2 separate regions of the Arabidopsis thaliana genome follow, and region 2 is linked to region 1. The links are chromatin contacts, called in public ChIA-PET maps. All regions are on one chromosome and are shown on one strand. The core of a region is the stretch at or near the end of the contact, and the rest is flanking DNA. Distances in the headings are between cores, read along the strand shown.

Region 1 (3,881 bases), core at 1,342-3,841:
TTTTTCTTAGACGCCAAAAGAAAAACACAGAAACAGTATCATAATGGAAAATATTTATGTTCTTCTTATAACCATCCCTTGTGTTGTTGCGCTTCTCGCATGTTGTGTCGTCTACGCCGTCAACGGTTGCACCGATCACGATGAGATGCAGACCAAACTAGTTGACGTGGAAAAGGGTATAACCGTCACACAAGATGTTTTAGAGTCGAAGAAGTCTCATGTCGCCGGCGCCAATTATGGCACTTTTCTTCTTCTTCATCATCATCGTCCTCCCATAGCCTCTATTCCTTACCATCATCATCATCATCATCACAGTGCCGGTTTTTCACGTTGAAGACCAAACAAAGTACCAAACTTCGATTATTATCATATATGGATTTGTTTCTTATAATCAAAAGCAAAATAAAGTTCTGGAAGTGTTACATAATCATTGTATACCAAAACACTTTTAAATTTCCAATATTTCTTGAGAACAGAGATCCAAAACTAATATCTTTACAACAAAAGTTGCTTAACCTAACAAGTAATTACATATTCCCCACCCAATTAACCTAATCACTCAATCAAAATCTTGAGCCCAGCCTCTAGAGAGCAAGAACCATCTACTTTACCAAAAGATGTTATGTAAAGTTGTCTGTATCGCTATTGTTTGATCTTGGACTTGAATAGCCTTCATGCTTTAGAAACAATGCATAAAGAAGCTCATTCCACGAATCAGGAACTCCAGGGAGACACCAATGGCTGCAGTCTTGCCTGTGGAATGGCGCAGGACCAGCCAAGCCCAGGTAGTACAGTGATGGGTGACCATCGTTTCTTTGAGCAGCCATGGCTGTTATGTTCAACACTTTCAGTTTAACCGTCTCTGATATGTTCGAGTAGTAAAGAGACGAAGACAAGACATCTTGAAGGAGCTTTATATGATCCCATGTCTCTGCTGGAACCAGAGAAGCTCCAAAATCAGGCAGTGTCTCCATATGACATGTTCCTCCAGTTCTCCAATCTCCTCCCCTGAATACAAGAAAACATCAATTAAAAGGAGCTTTAAGATTCATCGAAGATTCTTGTTTTGGAGATATGTGTGACCAACCTGAAATGCACAGGGGCAAATGTCCGAAAGAAAACCTGTGTCTTGTTTGCATCAACCTCTTCTTGTATCCATTTCATTACAGTCTTCATAGCTCGTCTATACGCATGCTCTATCTTCATTCTCATTCTTACTTTTTCTCCTTCTTGAAAGTAACAACCTCTGCAGTAACAAATTCAAGTTCAGTCAAGGAACCAAACCAATCTGATTAATATTTAGAATGTTAACAAGAAGAAAGAAGCTAACCCGCGAATAGTTTTCTCATAGTTCCACCAATGACCCGTGTTAAACACTAATATATCCGCATCTCTCCACTTATCAGCAGTCCATTCCATCGTCTCTAGCTTAAGAGTGGTCTTTACCTTCTCTGGTGATCCTTCAGGTGGCCGGCTTTGAAGAACCAAAAACGGTGCTCTATAGTATTCAACAGTGCAATTGTAGTCATGAAACCTGAACACAAAGAAGCCCATGTGCTTTGTGATGGGTCTATTGTTCACTTCATAAACCAAATTCTTGTTACTGATTGCAGAAGCTAGCATACAAAGAAGAGACTCCCATTGGTTTCTTCCAATTGAGTCTCCTACAAACACTAGCCGCTTGTTCCTTAGCTTCTCCAACATCAACTTAGCATCAAATCTGATACATTCCATAACAAAAATGAGTAAGCTTTAAGTAACTGAATTCAAAAGTAACACATATGGTTCTAAAGTTCTTCCTCCTAACTTACTCTACTCATGCCATACAATATTTCCTAAACATAACATTTCTAATCCCAGAACATCAAACAAAGAGAGAAAATGAAACATTTACCTGGGCAAATCACAATGGTTAGGTTGCCATCTCCACTTAGTATAGAACAAATCAGGTCTCCCAAACTCAGTGCATCTGAATCCTTCATCAATAAAGGTACAATCTTTAGACTGATACAAGGGATACGATTCGTCCCAAACCCATTTCCCATTGAACAAATCACAACCATTCCCACTCTCTTCAAGAAACCCAACTTTGGTGTTGTTAACTTCAAACCCATCGAGCTCCTTGAGCCAAAGGAATCTCTCCGATTGATCCGAAAAGTCATGACTTTTAGTTTTAGCCACGGTTCTGTAATCGAGGTAGAAGAAGCTGAAGACTAAACACAAACCCACCAAGAAAAAACCCAAGACTCCTAGTGATGGCTCGAACACGAGCCTTAAACGCTTGAATCTCTTTATTACTACTTCAGAGATTGGCATGGCTTCATCTTCTTCCTGAGATGGGTTCTTCGACATCTTTGAGGTTTTAAGAAGAAGCTTCAGAAGTTGCTAACTTTATTAATATCTGAGTAGAAAAAAGTAAGCTGAAAGAGACAGCTTTACTTGGTATATTAGATTCGTCAAACTAGTATATGTATTAGCGAACAAATACAAATCCAAAGGTGTAATTAGCTTAAGATTTTCGGTTTCAAAATCTAAAAGAGAAGAGTCTCAACTTTTTTCTTGACCGTCTTGTTTCGTAAAGGGAGAGACTTGGAGAGTGTGAATCGTGGGGTCCTTTTAAGTGGCGGGTCCCGTAGATCCAAACTTGTCACACGCGCGATCATGGCGCGTGACAAAATTAGTGGGGCTAAAGACGGCGTAGCTTTTAGTTACTTTTTAGTGCGCATTAAAACGGTTAAGGCGTTTGGTTCATGCACCGAAAATAGCGTTTTAGTCCAAAAATGTGTATATGTGACTGATGAGTAATTAGATGGAGGAATATTCTAATGAGTAAAGAAGAGTAATTAGATTAATGAAGGACGAGAGTCCGACTTAAAGCCGTCCATGGCGGAGATTAGCATGAACACATCACATGTTATTTGTCTAGGGACAAGATTCAATGAAAGTCAGAGAGTGAGAACCGAGAAAAGGTTGCGTACCGGTCAAGATCAAATTAGTACCTTTAATTGTCATATTAGACTCCCAAGGTCGTTAAAACGCTTTGTTTAAATAATGTCAAGAGAAATTTGTTTAATGATTTGGTCCGACTCTAAAACCAAGTACTAGTAGCAGTGTAAGAGAGGATGGATCTCAGATACGTTGTTGCTTCCTCTTGTGCTTCCAGCCACAGTTCAACTTCAGCCAATGAACTTTGATTGAGAGAGCAGTCACAATGGCCTTTGTTTGTGATTTGCATCTGGTAATGGAGCTCACGATTGTTCAAGGTTTGCATCAGTGAAGCCATTTTCTTACAGACCAGAGATTGTTTTAGGTTGTTTATAAAGGATGGTTCTTAAACACTAGTGTTTTGTAACTTCAAACTGATTAAGGCAATCGGTACTATACTGAGATATGATTTTGAGTGATTGATAAAAACAGGCCATGGTTGATAGTTAACAGATTGAACTTACGGTTGATTAAGAAGAAAATTTTGATAAGGTTCTTCTTCCTTACACACTTTGATATGTCTGTATTGAAACCGATTATAAGACTACCTTTTCTCCTCCCACCCCTCGACATTGCTATTGTCCCACCTCGCTTCTTCTTGTTCATCTACAAGATCAGATAGTAAGAACAACATTAATAAACACTCAAAGTTCTGTAAGTTAGAACTTTTAAGACTATGGATTCCGCAACGACTAAGAACATAAGGGTTCATCCACAAGATAGAGAGTAAGAAAAACATAGCGAACACTCAAAGTTCTATCATGGATTATGCAATGACTAAGAACATAAAGGGCTCAATGCTCATTGATCCAAGAAAACACACTATTTAGTAACAAACTGAAAGAGAAAGAGTTTTCAGTTCAGAGAAACTCTAAACGGCCAATCATCTTCTCGTA
Region 2 (4,234 bases), core at 175-2,674, 41 kb before region 1:
AGTCCTTTCACGCCTCGGCTGGTTCGGCCTCAGCTGGGCCTTATTTCAAAACTGTTACATATTTCATGTTTTTTTTTCTTCTTAAAAATGCTATAAATTATATCAACCAGCTAAATCAAGTACATTATAAACCAAAAATATTTGTTTATACATGTACACTTCAACGTGAGCATGAACTAGTTTTGATGATGAACTCCTTAATAACCATTTCTTTAAGAATATTGGGTTTCAAGAAGAGAAACCTCAACTAAATCCTAATTAATTTGTTGAGAATCTTTAGATGGTACATTTGTCAACAAACAAAGTTTATAAGAAGCAGAAACTTAATGATAATATTGTTATTCTCTTTAATGCCTTACGAATTCATACAAATCACCATAATAACAACATAAATAAGAAACAAAGACAGCGAGGTAGTTTAGATAAACACCAAAAAAGGGACTCAAAACATGAAGAAGCAAAAGAGAAGAAACATCAAACTTGAAGAAACAAGGCCATTAACTCCGAACGCGAAAGCTCCTGAGTTAGAGGCCGGAGAATAGCTACCCTCCGGTGTGCTAGTAGTGAGGACAACAACAATCCAATTATCATCAGAACCAATACCAATACCAGTGAACTTAGAATCATTCAGGTCCTTGGAGTACTGTGACATTGTGAAATTGGTCAAGACAAGGCTAGGATCAAGGTTGGGAACACAAGCTGGCAAAATCGCACCGTCTCTAGTTACGGTAGGGTTGAGGCGGCATTTTGAGAGGAGGTTAGGCAAGTTTGGGAATCCAGGTGTGGTTCCAGGGACAGAGGCTGAGCCAGTGGTGTTTGTGCAAGGTTGGTTCTTGAATTGGTCTGCGATTTCGTCTGCTAGACATTCTGCGTTGTGGTTGTGTATTAAGGTTGTTAGGTTTAGTGATGCTCTGTAACTGTTGATGCCTGTAAGAAGAACATCTTCTTCATCTGTGTATATCAAAAAGAAAACAGAACACACACAAAAATCAAGATCCGATTCAAAAAGATTCGAAACAGAACAGAACACACAATGACACACAAATCAAGAACCGAACTAAGCTTGAATTAAGAAGATTCAACGATTTCAGACCAGATCTAGGTAAACAAATTACGATCGATAGAGTTCAAGAACCTAAATTGAATAACCAAGAAGACATTGACGGGAAATGAGAGAGTTAATTACCGGCGGTGTCGGAAAGAACAAGAGGATGAAGGGAGAGAAAGACTGAGAGAAGGAAGAGTAGATGGAGCTTGGAGATCGCCATTGATGCAGAGAAGTTCTTCTTCTTTACTTCTTTTATGATCTTTTGGTGATGATGAATCTTTTCTCTCTATTATTTATGAGATTTTTTAGTTGTTTCGCCTTGACTCTTCAAAGTCGTTTGCTTTGTTTTTTTCTTTTTCTTCTTTAGTTAGTTCTTGTCCACTCGTTTTGATACACGTAGACAATTAACTAACTTACCAAACGCGGTCGTTTTAATTGGATATATTTTTCTTCATTTAAATTTAAGTGTGTAATTATGACCATTTATACTTGATATTGATATGAATATATGGATAGAAGTTTTACCACATTTTTTTTTCACAACCATATACAAAACATTTATTCCTCGTTTATTTATTTTTTCAGAAATACAAATAAATTCAGCAAAGACTTTTAAGTTTTAACTCTTTTTTTTCTTACACCATATTCATCAATTATACTTGCATGGCATGAGACGACAAGAAGATTCTAAATTGGGAAAGTATATCTATATATCATAAATAAAAAAAGCTTAACACTATTTTCTCCGGCAATTTTGAATTTTCCTGATACAAGTCTCCAGTAGGATATGTCATTGCAAGACAGATCAAGACAAAAGATCAATTTCTTAAAATTATGAATACAAAATGATAACTGGTGGTGTATGTGACTTGATGAAGACAGGGTGGACCAAATCCTTCCAAAAATCAACTAAAATGTAATTCCATGCAACACTCTCCTCTTCTCTTTTATCTCCCCCTCTCTGCCTACGCGGCTCCACGGGGCTTGACTAGGCACGTTTAGCTGCTAGGAGTCCATATTCTTAGGGACATTGGCGGTTCATTCCTGTTTGTATGGGTTTTGCGGGCTTATAAAAGGGTTTTCTTATTTACTCAACTCACACACACTTGGTAAGAGGAAACTTTATAAGAAAGGCGATTTGCTCCAATTAATATATTGTTATTCTCTCTTTAATTGATTGCCACACGAATTTATTAAAAATTTCACCATAATCACGTCATATTAAGAAAACAAAGACAACGAGTTGTGACTCAAAACATGAAGAAACATCAAACTTGAAGAAACAAGGCCATTAACTCCGAATGCAAAAGCTCCTGAGTTAGAATAGCTACCCCCTGGTGTGTTTGTAGTGAGGACGGTAACAAGCCAAATACCATCAGAATCAATACCAACTCCAGCTCCAGTGAACTTAGAATCATTCAGGTTCTTTGTTAAGACATTGGCGAAACTGCTCAAGTCAGGGGTCGAATGATGCTTAGGAGCACAAACTTGCAATATCAAACCGTCTCTGGTTACGTTTGTGTTGAGGCGGCATTTAGCGAGGAGGTTAGGGAAATTTGGGATTCCAGGATCTGTTCCAGGGACTGAAGCTGAGCCAGTGGTGTTTGTGCAGGGTTGGTTCTGTAATTGGTCTACGACTTCGTCTGCTAGACATTCTGCGTTTTTGTTCTTTTTTAGGTTTGTGAGGTTTACTGATTCTCTGTATTGGTTGAATACTGTAAATAGAAGGTTTTCTCCATCTGTGGATATCAAAAACAGAACACCGAAAGTATAGTTTAGTTAACAACGTAATCGCCATTGATCAAGATCTAGGCTTGAATGAAACAAGATTTGACGATTTTCAGACTAGAACTAGATCAAGAAACCTAAATTGAAAAATCTAGAAGATCTTGGTCGGAATGAGAGAGTTTACCGGTGTTGGAAAGAACAGGACGATGAAGAGAGAGAAAGACTGAGAGAAGAAAGAGTACTAGATGGAGCTTGGAAATCGCCATTGATGCAGAGGCACTTTTAGCTTTAGGTTTGCTGATGATACTTGGCGATGAATCTTCACTTATTTATTAGAGAATTTGGCTCCTTTTCGCTTGACTATTCAAAGTCGTTGCTTCGGTTTAGTTCTTATTGTCCACTCGATTTGATGCCGCGTAGACAAAAATAACGACCCCATTAAGATGTCGTTACTCGTTTTAGTGGGGTATTTCTTTCCTTTTGTTTTTTTTTCACCAAGTAGGAAGTTTCTTTCCTTCATTCAAATTTAAGAGCGAAATTATGGCCATTTAATACTTGATATTGAGTTCTACAAGACTACAAGTTTGTTCAAAAAAAAAAAAGGTTCTATCAGTTTGTTTTTTTTCTCTCTCACATAATAAATCAATGTTTAAAAAATTTATTTAGATGGTAAATAAACATTGGTTTACTGGTTTAGGCGTTCAAAATTAGTATTAATCGGTTAAATCAGTCAAATTGACCGATTTAGTGCCTGATTTGTTTTTTTTTTTCTTTTCGATATAACATCATCTTGAATAAGTGAAATACTTAAATCAAAGTAAGATAAACAAAATATTTAAGTACTAAAATTCTAAATTATGAATTAATTATTCTCAACTTTTTTAGTTTTAAGACTAAATTATTTTATTTTTATATATAAAAGTGTGAAAATATAATAAGTTTTAAATAGATAACATTTTTAAAATTTCATATTTTATAACCAATGTTTTGATAGAAAATTGTAAAAAAATATTTAAAAGTAAGAAATAATGTGCTATCGCCTAGACTCCGATTACTCGCTCTGGGTGCTAAGTCTCTATCGAACACCTAGTTACCGCCTAACGATTTTTTGAACATTGGAATAAATATACAATTAGTTGAATCCACCAAACATTTATTCTTAGTTTATTTATTTTTTCAAAAATACTAATAAATTCAGCAAAAACTTGAATTTTCTTTCTTATCTTACATCATCATCTCCATTATTTGCATGACATAAGATAGGAGACTAAATTTGACCAAAAAAATAAAATAAAATATAAGATAAAAATAAAAATAATAGACTATATTGCGAAATTACATTAATATTATTGGTTATTGGTCAACATTGCGATATTATATTCCTAAGACCATCCCCATTGGTCATAAAAATAAAAGAATTTAAAGAATCGATATGAGATATGTGTCTTCCTAGAGACA

The links. ChIA-PET counts read pairs in DNA pulled down with a chosen protein or histone mark.
Region 2: a contact with region 1 is called in an H3K4me3 ChIA-PET map of shoot, with 10 read pairs. The contact joins the promoter of AT5G19250 here to the promoter of TBL11 in region 1. A contact is called at or near these places in 2 of 26 Hi-C or Micro-C datasets (cotyledon and vegetative nucleus) and 1 of 2 datasets of contacts at active chromatin or transcription factors (shoot).

What each region holds. Positions count from the first base shown.
Region 1 is chr5:6,429,196-6,433,076 of TAIR10.1, reverse strand. It overlaps TBL11 (TRICHOME BIREFRINGENCE-LIKE 11), which reads right to left and starts at 2,591. Exons shown (of 4, transcript NM_121921.4): 1 at 1,895-2,591; 2 at 1,331-1,720; 3 at 1,088-1,246; 4 at 73-1,008. The coding sequence starts at 2,352. The coding sequence ends at 621. It overlaps AT5G19151, which reads right to left. Exons shown (of 2, transcript NM_001125779.2): 2 at 3,369-3,591. The coding sequence ends at 3,530.
Region 2 is chr5:6,469,017-6,473,250 of TAIR10.1, reverse strand. It overlaps AT5G19250 (Glycoprotein membrane precursor GPI-anchored), which reads right to left and starts at 1,424. Exons shown (of 2, transcript NM_121930.5): 1 at 1,187-1,424; 2 at 262-951. The coding sequence starts at 1,268. The coding sequence ends at 443. It overlaps AT5G19240 (Glycoprotein membrane precursor GPI-anchored), which reads right to left and starts at 3,179. Exons shown (of 2, transcript NM_121929.3): 1 at 2,961-3,179; 2 at 1,615-2,787. The coding sequence starts at 3,042. The coding sequence ends at 2,270.